2 separate regions of the Mus musculus genome follow, and region 1 is linked to region 2. The links are chromatin contacts, called in public HiChIP or PLAC-seq maps. All regions are on one chromosome and are shown on one strand. Each heading gives the region's core, a stretch centred on a gene start, on an enhancer-like site or on the middle of the called end of the contact. The rest is flanking DNA. Distances are from core to core; before and after follow the strand shown.

The links. HiChIP or PLAC-seq counts read pairs in DNA pulled down with a chosen protein or histone mark.
Region 1: an H3K4me3 HiChIP or PLAC-seq map of embryonic stem cells shows a contact between it and region 2, with 4 times the contacts expected there. The contact joins the promoter of BC024063 here to the promoter of Zfp873 in region 2. A contact is called at or near these places in 1 of 484 Hi-C or Micro-C datasets (myocytes), 7 of 115 datasets of contacts at active chromatin or transcription factors (embryonic stem cells, epiblast stem cells, microglia and 2 more) and 2 of 9 other capture datasets (adipose tissue and liver).

What each region holds. Positions count from the first base shown.
Region 1 is chr10:82,080,261-82,085,952 of GRCm38.p6, reverse strand. BC024063 (cDNA sequence BC024063) reads right to left here and starts at 2,633. Exons shown (of 4, transcript NM_001374033.1): 1 at 2,541-2,633. The coding sequence starts at 2,543.
Region 2 is chr10:82,045,718-82,051,825 of GRCm38.p6, reverse strand. Zfp873 (zinc finger protein 873) reads right to left here and starts at 3,703. Exons shown (of 4, transcript NM_001319203.1): 1 at 3,597-3,703. The coding sequence starts at 3,599. Gm46195 (a long non-coding RNA gene) reads left to right here and starts at 3,778. Exons shown (of 2, transcript XR_001779681.1): 1 at 3,778-3,937; 2 at 4,240-5,379.

The DNA.
Region 1 (5,692 bases), core at 1,384-3,883, 35 kb before region 2:
GACACAACCAGGTTTGCATTTATCCATATGAGAGAGTTGGCCACTTGGAAATTTCATTGGCCCAAGATAACTTCCTCAAATTCCACATCCACCAATTTGGTTTGCCTTAATTCATAAGGTATGAATTAATGCATGCTGGGAAAGAACACATCAACTCACCTACCACATCAGGATAATGGAGACCCTTACAGTTCACTGATTAAACATTAAAAGCCTGTAACTCAGATATTGCCTAGCCTGTTTTGACCTACAGTATACACAGTAAGCTTTTCCTTCCTTCTTTTCCGGTGTCCACAGAGAAGCCATGCTCCACACACACAAGTTCTATTCCTGCTACTGATATGAACATACCACCATGTAAATCAAATGAATTCTTTTTAGAACTCTGTGGTACTATAAACCTTCAATCCAAGAATTGAGGAGGTTGGCTCAGAAAGCCTGTACAGCTACACAGTAGAAGGAAGACAACCAGAGTCAACATAGGACACCCAAAGTATTTTCCTGAAAGCTGGAGGTGAGGCTGTTCTGGAATTAATGTGCCTTCCCAACGTGAAATCACACCACACATTTAGAGAATAGTGAAGAAGACTCTATATGATAAGAAGTCTCCAGCACAAGGCAGCGACAAGATTTTGCTAAATTATATAACCGTAAAGGGTAGGCTTCTGCATTCATAGTCTGCAAACTTGGTAAATGCTGCTTACTGCTCATGGTCGGTTGAGTGAGAATGGTACCCAAAGGCTCATAGATTTCAGTGTCTGGCCATTAGGGAATAGTACTACTTGATAAGTACTAGGATCTCTGGCCTTGTTGGAGTAGGTGTGGCCTTGTTGGAAAAAGTCGGTCAGAAAAGGTGGGCTGGGCAGTTTCAAACGCTCAAGCCAGACTGCCTGCTGATCTGAATTTAGAAGTCGCAGCTACCTCTCCAGCACCATGTCTGCTATGTATACCCATAATCCACACTGTGGCAATAATGGGTTAAACTTCTGGAACTGGAAGAGAGCCCTATTTGAATGATTTTCTTTATAAGTGATGCTATCTGTGGTCTTGGTGGCTCTTCCACAGCAATGGAACTCTGACTAAGAAACTACCCTGATCTTATGGCTTGCTAAGACTGCTTTCTTATACAACTCAGAACTACCTGCCCTCAGTGGCACCAAACACAGTGGGATGGGCACTATTATATCAATCATTAATCAGGAGAATACCCTACACATTTGCCCACAGGACAGTCTAACTCTAGCTTGTGTCAAACAGACCGAGTCTCAAACAGTACCTCTGAGACATCTCCCAACTCCCAAACACAAGACTTTTAACAAACCTCAATCACCTTAACCCTCAGTTTTCAGCCTGTGAAATGGGCACACTCACATGTAAAATTTTGAAAGTCTGTCAAGTTTAAGACACAAGAGATGGCTCAGCAACTAAGACTTCTGCTCTAGTGGAAGAGCTGGGTTTGGCTTCCAGCACTAACATGATGACACAAAATGATCACTAGATCCTGGTGGGGAGCATCTAATGGTCTCTTTGGTCTTCTATGGACTCCAAACACCCAAGTGATGAACACACATGCACGGAAGCAAAACACTCATGCACATCAAATAAATTTAGTAAATTAAAAATAAAGATCTCCATATCTCTTATATGTCGCCATGGATAAAACAGCAATAAGACATATATGACAATATGACAAGTATCTGTAGCCAAAATTATCATTTCGTAATTAAAAGACTCAAAGAACTTGGTCAAAGGAGAGAAATCTTATGACTCTAGACAATTAGTCTCAGTATTGTTTCAGTACATAATCTGAGCTATAGATTCAACAAACGTCCAGTAAAGAGTCTAAGGATTTCTGCAATGAGCGACAGAAAGCCGATGACAAAAGGTCATCATGAATGAAAACATGAGCACACAAGGCTGAATAAACGGCACGGTGACACCGTCTGACTTCTAAATTACCCTACACCTGCCATAAAGACTGTGCTGTTTGAGACCGACAGAACATGAGAGAACACTTAGGACAAAAACACAATTAATACTCGGTCGATTTGGACAACTTAGGCAGGGAATCACAGTGAGTCTGGCCTTACTAACACACGTGACTGGACCACCGTGGCATCTACATGCGAATGTGTTAATGACACAGGCTTTACACTGCGCAGAGTTAACTGCGATGGATGCTACACCCGAATGTCAAGTGCCAGGTACAGAACTTCTGGAAGACACTAAAGAAAAGAATTTGCTCTGCCAGTCAGCAAATCTCTCCCACTGACAACAAAACCCGCGCATGCGTGCCCGCTGAAGGATGCCCGTGTCCAAGCATCATCTCTAGCTTCCTATGCTGTGCGCCGGCGCAGCCCGGGGAACCGTCTCACTGGGAGGTGCTGCTTCCACACCGGAGGATAAGGGAACTCGGCGACTTCGGGTGACAAACGCAATTACGAAGGTCGCCACATCTCGCTGCCGGTGCCCGCACCCCAGGACAACCCCACATGGGACCCCGCGGATCCTCCCCGCGTGGGGACGGCGGCCTCGCTCACCATGGCGCGGATTCCAAGTTCGCCTCACTCTCCGCTCAACTACCGGCAGATGGTCAATAGTGCTTTCCTCAGATTCACAACAAAGCGGGTAATATGGCGGACAGGAAGTGCCCGCCCACTATGACTGAAGGCTCGTCTCGAAGTTCTGATTGGCTACTGAGGCCTGAGTGACAGGAGCAGTGTCCCTAAGAGACATCGTGTTTCCCATCTCCGGCTTCCACTACAGGCCAAGAGCGGGCCTAGATCATAAGGCAGGCTTTGCTGTAGAACTTGTTCCTGGACTGCAAAGTGGTCCCTGCACTTTTCCTGCACTCAGTAGGCACGTCCCCGTCTTCCTCCTGGGCAGAGAGTGTTATGTCTCAAACCCAGAAACAAATAAATTTGGCGCCTATTTATCAAAAATGCTATCTGCCAGGTTCCCTCTGCATATCTCAGTCTCTACCTGTTACAATGTTGGCCTGCATGCCTGGCCCCTACCGTGAACTTCTCCAGACTAGGATCTTGGCTACCCTTTACCCCATATGTCCTCCCCACGTATATCTCAGAGGCGGGGTGGAGGATTTTTTGTTTGGTTGGTTTTGTTTTTTGTTATCTACCCTTTACATGCCTGACTTCTTGGTCTGCCTCCTCCATCTCCCCTCCCTCCTCTTCTCACATGCCTAAGGGTTCATCTCGTACTTATCTCTGCCTCTGGCTGTATTCTCCCATTTATTTACAAGAATTCTCCCTCACAATATCTAGGAGTAATCATGGTCTTTACTTTTTTCTTTTATTCATTCATCTGGGGCCAAAAATCAGGACCAGTCATGTTCTTCTTTTCTTATTTCTTAGTTTTTGATTCACAGGGCTCTAGCATACACAGATGGTTGCTCAGTGTATATTGAAGTGATCCCCCTACCTCACAGCTGAAATAATACCCCACACATTCAGGTTGAAATTAAGCCAACAGATTAAGTTAATTAAAATGAATTAAGATTAATTAAGTCAGCATCAGCAATTTCAATAAGATTTCCTCACACCTCTCAGATGTACATTCTTAGCCAAGCAATAACACTTTCCCAGCCTTCTGTCATGGCACTGGCCTACTATGCCACCATCCCAGAGGTGGGCATCAAAAGGTTAAATGAGTGAGGACTATACCACCAATAATTATGGTCTCCAGAGTGAGCATGATGCCCTCTCCATGTGACTTCCAAATGGAGAAAGAAGAGAGATTTCGCCACAATTTCATGTTTACATCAGTATTTAAAACAATACTGATTGGTCTCCCTTGGCTGTAGGCAGGTTCTAGAGTGGGCCAAATTCTGACATCTCACATCTAGGCAACATCTTTTTGTTGTTGTTGTTGTTTGTTTGTTTTTTCGAGACAGGGTTTCTCTGTATAGCCCTGGCTGTCCCAGAACTCACTTTGTAGACCAGGCTGGCCTCGAACTCAGAAATCCACCTGCCTCTGCCTCCCGAGTGCTGGGATTAAAGGTGTGCGCCACCACACCCAGCCAGCAACATCTTTTTATCAAGAGAAAAATATTGGTGAGATACAGCTGTCTAGGCAACATTTCTCGTAGACTTACACCTGCTGTCTGTGGAGAAGGATCCCTTGCGTTGTTACGAATTCTTTTAGTCACTGGCTCAACTTTCCTGCTTAGTGCTGAAGACCATGCAGGTGCCCAAAAGCAATTTTTTGGGCCACTTGTGCTACTGGTGCTCAGATGTGGTGTGAGCTTGATAGGACCCTCAGGCTCCTCTAGCCTTTTTCTACCACTTATCTATCACTGGGAAGGTAAGACAAAGGCCTTACTTGACCAAGTTTGGCTTCCTCAGAAGCCTGCATGGAGCCTCCTCATTGTACACTGACAAAGTTTTGAATTAACTGAATAGGATCACCATGGCTCCATGAACAAGACACCAAGTGACTTTTCACAGGTACAGAATACTGATCAATGGCCCACAGACTGCTGGGATCTCATTGACCTGAGAGGGCAAAGAAGAAAATATTCTCCCTCTTAATCCTTCTGACATTAGAATAGCCTGCAAGTGTGTTGACTGTACTTCCAGAGATCTTTTAGCCACTACTTTTTCCTACTTTTAACTGCTCATATTTCATCTTAGGGAAAAACAGGGATAAAGATGATCAGTAGAGGGCTGGAGAGATGGCTCAGCGGTTAAGAGCACTGACTGCTCTTCCAAAGGTCCGGAGTTCAAATCCCAGCAACCACATGATGGCTCACAACCATCTAGTAATGAGACCTGACGCCCTCTTCTGGTGTGTCTGAAGACAGCTACAGTGTACTTACATATAATAAATAAATAAATCTTTAAAAAAAAAAAAAAAAAAAAGAGACCAGTAGAGGGGCAGAGGCCTGCGGTGAAGCAGAAAGACCCAGCTTGATTTGTACCTGGTTCATGGAGCTCTCACAGATGCTCAGTGGCAGCAGCTTATCTAGCACCCAGCAGTCTATTGTTTTGGTTCCTTTGGGATGTGTGCTTTCCCAATGTTGGTTCTCTAGGCTGATATAAATTCACATGAGTCGTCAAATCTAACCAGTGTAGTAGGTTGTGAACTTTGTTTGATAACTGGATATTTGTTGCAGGCACACAGATAAGAAAATTTGCATGATTTTAATAGTGTACATTTTCTGGCACTATAGTTGAGTCTACAAAAGGGAAGCCCATGACATTGAAGGACACGGTGAAAGGTTGGGAAGACATGGAAGGCAATTCTCATGTGCAAGCTGATACATGTGTACATCTAAAGAAATTGTAATAAACCCTTGTATTTTAAGGAAACGCTGCAGTGTAAATAAACACAGCTGTGCTGCTTATTAAATTCTCATACCACCATATCTCAATGTCAGGTAGCTGATTGTGGGGAAACCTTGCCAATTAAATTTAGAGTCTGCCATTGTCTGGACAGCACAAAATGTAGAACTCCATTTACCAACAAGGCTTCTCCTTCTCTGGTCTTCTCAGGAAGCCTGAAACCCCCACCCCCTCTACACGCAGAAAACTACATAATCTTAGTGAGATTATAGGTTCTGCTTACTTACTCCCGATACCTGCTTTTTTCTTTGCTGATTATGAAAGCCAGGATTCTGGGCATCCCAAGCAAGCAGCCTACAAACTGATCTTACCCCTGGCTGAGAAAATACTAG
Region 2 (6,108 bases), core at 2,454-4,953:
TCCCTTGTTAAATGTGACACACAATCATATTTATGTCTAAATGAAAACAATAACCATGTCAAAATAATGCCTAACTTGATATAACTATGCCTCGTACAGCAACAAAGGCATAAACAACAAGCTTACCTAGGTTCTATCTTGCCTGAGTCCATCATTCCCTTATTTCCACTTAATATCTTCAATCTATTTATCTGCTTGAACACAGGATTTAGCTCCATTCCACTTCCTGGTGCCCCTTTAATGCTTGAACATACATTTTGTATTGAAAGAAAATAAAACTTGAGACCTGTGATTCATGTAATTTATGTCAAATAGCCCAAAGAGTTGTTAGTGAGCTTTGAAACCTGGGGCTGAGAACATAGCAGAACAGGCCAGGACATGCCCAGGCAGGCCCATCCTTAAGACATTCCTGAGGCTGCTTGGCCATAAAGATAAAGAGAATGACTGGCCTGGAGCCTCCCTATCTCCCGCCCTTCTGACCTAAGTTAAATGTTATCTGCATTTACAGTCTGCTGATGTTTAAATGAACCAATCATGTGAAACTGCGCCAATTCCTCCCCCAGTCCCAGCCCCTTTTCTATAAAAACCCCTGGCTTCCAAGCCTCGTGGTCGAATCCACTGTCTCCTGCATGAGATACATTTTGACCCGGAGTTCCACCATTAAACTACCTCGTGTTTTTACATCAAGACGATCTGTTCGTGATTCTTGGGTGCACGCCGAATCGGGAGTTGAGTGGGGGTTTCCCCACTAGGTTCTTTCAGTATCTGTCCTTGCTCATATTATTCCTTTGTAAAATGTTCTCTTACTAAGAGTGAACCACAGAACAGAGTCTACACTAGGCTGTTTTGAGATTTCCTTTGCCAAAGTAATTATTCTAAATCTCTTCACCTTAGCCTCAAGCAGCCTCTTCAGACATAGGCAAAAAGCTGTCACACTCTTCACCAAAATATCACAAGGACAATGTCTAAAAAACATATTAAAATTCTTCCCCTATGAAATCACTTGAGCCAGGCACCCAGAATTCAAATTATGCTCAGCACCACTGTCTTCCATGCTTCTAGCCCATTAAATCCCACTTAAAGCATTCCACTGCTTTCCTAATCCAAAGTCCCAAAATCTACATCTCTCAAACAAAAGCATGGTCAGGCCTATCACAGCAATACCGCAGGCCCTGGTAGCAACTTCTTAGTTAGGGTTTTAATGCTCTGAGGAGACTCCATGAATAAGGCAACTCTTATAAAGGACAACATTTTATTGGGGCTGATAATGGTTTCAGAGGCTTTGTCCATTATCCTCATGGTGGAAAGCATAGCAGTGTGTATGCAGACTTGCTGCTGGAGGTACAGCTGAGGGTACTATAGGTGATCCTCAGGAAGCAAGGAGGACAGGCAAGGAAAAGGAACACTGGGCCTAGGGGCAGGGCTGTCCATAGAAAATACAAGGGACAAGACAGAGGAAGTAATAGCTGGATCTATTGGATTAGTGAGCTGACCTTCCTGGAAAGATAGGAACATAATGATTTGACTCCCCTGGCATCATTTGCCTAAGGAAATTAGAGTACAAGTTTTAAGAGATAGGATTTGGGCTTGTGAAGGAGCCCTAGGGGAAGTTGCAAGAGGAATGAATATTGCATATGAAGAAAAGTTTGGAAAGTACTGTAGAAATAGATATATAAATGAATATATCTTAATAAAGAGATCTTGCAAGTTTTAGACAAGTTAAAAATATTAACATTATCCTGACCTGTTTAGGCACCATTCTGTTTTCATGCTAATGCTATAACCATATGTTCATGCCTAGATGACCTGTGATGTGGAGTTTTTTCTGAGAGATAAAGGTTAATGTAAAACTTGCTTTAGCAGACACTAAACTGTGTCTTTGGGTGTGCATTATGCTTTCTGGTGGCATAGTTACATGAGGTTTTTCAGAAAAACTAATGTGCTTGAGAAAAGTAATGAAAAGGCTTTGGATTATGTATTACTGCATAACAAGGAAGTGTGTAACCAATAAAAGCCTGAGATGAACTCAGAGAGAAAAAGAAAAGACAAACCAGAAAGCTGTCTCTGAGCTCAGCTTCTGAACAACTATGAGTCACCTGTCAGCTTGAGCCTGCATCATTGCCTGAGACTCTTGACTTCACACTGGTCCAATCCTCCCATTCTCAAGAACCCCAAAACAACTGAGGCTGGTCCTCAGCAATTGTTCCTAGCCACAAAAGTACAAATGATCTTGACTGGTGGCCATGGTGGCACCAAACACAGTGGGGTAAGCACTATTATATCAATCATTAATCAGGAGAATACCCTACACATTTGCCCACAGGCCAGTCTGACTCTAGCTTGTGTCAAACAGACCGAGTCTCAAACAGTACCTCTGAGACATCTCCCAACTCCCAAACACAAGACTTTTAACAAACCTCAATCACCTTAACCCTCAGTTTTCAGCCTGTGAAATGGGCACACTCACATGCAAATTTTTCAAAGTCTGTCAAGTTTAAGACAGAAGAGATGGCTCAGCAACTAAGACTTCTGCTCTAGTGGAAGAGCTGGGTTTGGTTCCCAGCACTAACATGGTGGTAAAAAATTATTCCTAGATCCTGGTGGCGACATCTAATGGCCTCTTTGGTCTTCTATGGACACCAAACACCCAACTGATAAACACAAATACAAGAAAGCCAAACACTTGTGTACAAGAAACAAATGTAGTAAATTAAAAGTACAGATCCCCATATCTCTTATATGTCACCATGGATAAAATGGCCAGAAATACACAGAAGTGGGACAAATATCGGTTGCCAAAACTATAAATATATAATAAAAAAAAAAAAATCAACGAATTCAATCAAAGGAGAGAAATTGCAAGATTGTAGACAAGAAGTCTCAGTATTATTGCAGGACACAATCTGAGCTATGGATTCAACAAACGTCCACTAAAGAGTCTAACGATTTCTGCAATGAACGACAGAAAGCCGATGACAAAAGGTCAGCATGAAAGAAAACATGAACACACAAGGCTGAATAAACAGCACAGTGACACCGTCTGGCTTCTAAGTTACCCTACACCTGCGATAAAGACTGTGCTGTTTGAGAAAGAAAGAGACCAACAAAACACGAGAGAGCACTCAGAAACAGCAACACAGTTAATGTAGGTAACCCAGTAAGTCTGGTCTTACACATGGGATTGGACCACGGTGGCATCTGCATGCGAATGTGTTAATAGCACAGACTTTACACCTGCGCAGAATTCACTGGAGATGGAGCCCACACCTGAATGGCAAATGCCAAGTGAAGAACTTCTAGAAGACTCTAGAGAAACTAGAGCTCTGCAAGTCAGAAAATCTGGCTACCGTGAAACCCGCGCATGCGCGTGCACTGAATGGTGCTTTGCACTTTGCGGACAGCAGGTCCGGCGTCCCAAGTTGTACGCAGGCGCAGAGAGGGGAACTAAGTCGATCAGAGGTCCCGCCTCCGCCTGGGAGATGAGGGGACCTCAGGGGGAACAAAGGGAATCACACCGGGCCCCGCGTCTCGCCGCCGGTTCCCGCACCCCGGGCTCCCGCAGATCCTCCCCGCGTGGGGACGGCGGCCCCGCTCACCATGGTGCGGATTCCGGGCTCACCCACTCTCCTCACAGCTCCTAGCAGCAGTTGAAAAAGCAGCACACAGAACCACAAGAGCTTCCCTAAGACTCACAGTCAAACCTGCAGCATGGTGGCGGAAGTGCCCGCCTCCGTTCTGACTGGCAGTCCGAATCCAGGCTCTGATTGGTTAATAAGGCCTCTGTGACAGGCGCTAACACTCTAGAGTCAAGAGTGCCTTACAGGGACAATGCACAGTGGTTTGCAGGGACAGAACTTTCCCAGAGCTGTGGAGATTGGCATTGCAGCTGAACTTGTGCCTGGATTGCAAAGTCATTCCGGCACTTCTCCTTCACACAGTAGGTATTTCCCCTTCTTCCTCCTGGGCACAGAATGTTAGGTCCTACAACCAGGGATAAAAAACTAAGGTGGGTACTTTATCAGCGCAGAGGCTGTCTGTCAACTTCTCCCTGCATCCCTCAGTCCATACTGCTTACAGAGTTGGCTGGCATGCCCCGACCCTACCCTGAACTTCTACAGCCCTGCTTCCCACAGCGGCCCTTCCCTTTATAATCCAACCATTTAGATTACCTAGGGGTGGGGATGTATTTTTATTTTTCATCTACCCTTTACATTCCCGATCTCTTGGTCTGCCTGAGAGGCTATTGATGGAGCCTAGTTGGAGCACAAGACCAGAGCATACTGGAGAGCCCAAAACCAAGGGATGATCACCAAGAACAGCGCAGAGTGCTACAGAGGGCAGAGCTGGAGATATGACTCAAGCCCTTTGGAGGAGCCCAGAAGATAATGTGTGTGGATCCCCAACATTGGAACAAGAAGGTGTGAAGTTGAAGTTGCCTCGGAGACTATATTAGAGATGCCAGAGCCATAGAATACCTGCCAAGGAAAACTGCTAATAGGAAGTGGAGCCAGCCAAGAGAAAGAATTGTGTTTCAGTCACCAAAGCTGAAAGGAGTTAGAGATTAGACATGAAAATGCAGAGTTTGGCGTTTCCCCAGCTGATTTCTGGTCTGGCTTTGGTCCAGTATTTCCTCACTATAATTTTGGACTGGTCATGTGCATCCTGTGATGTTGAAAATACACAATTTCCATTATGATTGAGATTTTTTTTCAGGTGATTACAGTTAAGAGATTGCATAAGTCTCAGAAGAGACTCTGAACTTTGGACTTTTAAACATTGTTGAGACTATGATATACTATGGGGACTTTTGCATTGTGGCTATGATGGCCCCTATAGACTTGTGTGTTTAAACAAGGATGTAAGGCCAGGAAATGGAATGTGGTGGTTTGAATGTGCTTGGCCCATGGGGATTGGCACGACTCAGGTGTGTCAATGTTGGGGTAGGTATGGCCTTGGAAGATGTGTGGCACTTAGCGAGGTGGGTGTTGAGGCTCCTATGGTCAAGCTTCATCCAGTGTGGGAGACTGCCTCCTCGTGGCTACCTAGGGAAGACAGCCTGTCCTGTACTGGGTACAATCAGATCAAGATGTAGAACTCTTGGCTCCTTCAACACCTTGACTGCCTGCTCACTGCTATGCTCCTACCATGATGATAATGGACTGAACCTCTGACAATGTAAGCCAGCCCCAACTAAATAGATTTCTTTATAAGACTTGCCATGGTCATGGTGTTTTTTCATAGCAATAGAACCGTAACTAAGGCACACACTCAACAATGCTTATGCCTTTTACAATAATTGAATGGTGTGAACCCAAATGGACAGGCAGTTGTACAACATGGCTCTCATGTGGCTATCACTAAAATTGTGACATCTGTTAAGGCATTCTTTCCTTGTGTTGTTTCTTAGAAAAAATGCCCTCAAAACATTGATCAGGTACCTGGCATTGGGGTATGTGGCATTATGAGAATTTAATAAGCATCACGCTGGGCAGTGGTGACACATGCCTTTAATCCCAGCACTTGGGAGGCAGAGGCAGGCAGATTTCTAAATTCAAGGCCAGCCTGGTCTACAGAGTGAGTTCCAGGACAGCCAGAAAAAAACAAAAACAAACAAACAAAAAAAGCATCACAAAGCTGGCCTTATTTACACTGTAGCTTTTCCTTAAAACTTCAGGTTATATTACAATTTCTTCAGAGGTACATGAGTATATCCTCTTGCACATGAAAATTACCTTCTACATCTTCTAAACCTTTTTTATGTCCTTCAATATTGTGGTCTTCCCTTTTACAAAGTGCCTTTAATATAATACCAGAAAATGAATATTATCAGAAATTATGCATATTTTGGTAGTCATGTGCCTCCAAAAGATATTCAGGTATTAACAGAGGTCCTAACCCTCCACATTGGTTTTTTGTTTTGTTTTTTATGTTGTTGTTTACCCTCCACATTGTGAAGGCTCTAGTGAATATGCAACAGCCTAAAGAGCCAACCATGGGAAAGCACACATCCAAAGCAAACCAAAGGAAGAGATTGCTGGATGCTCCAGAGGTGCCACCAGTGAGCAGCCATGAGAGCTGAAGGCTGCAGACAGAGGCAAAGCTGGGTCT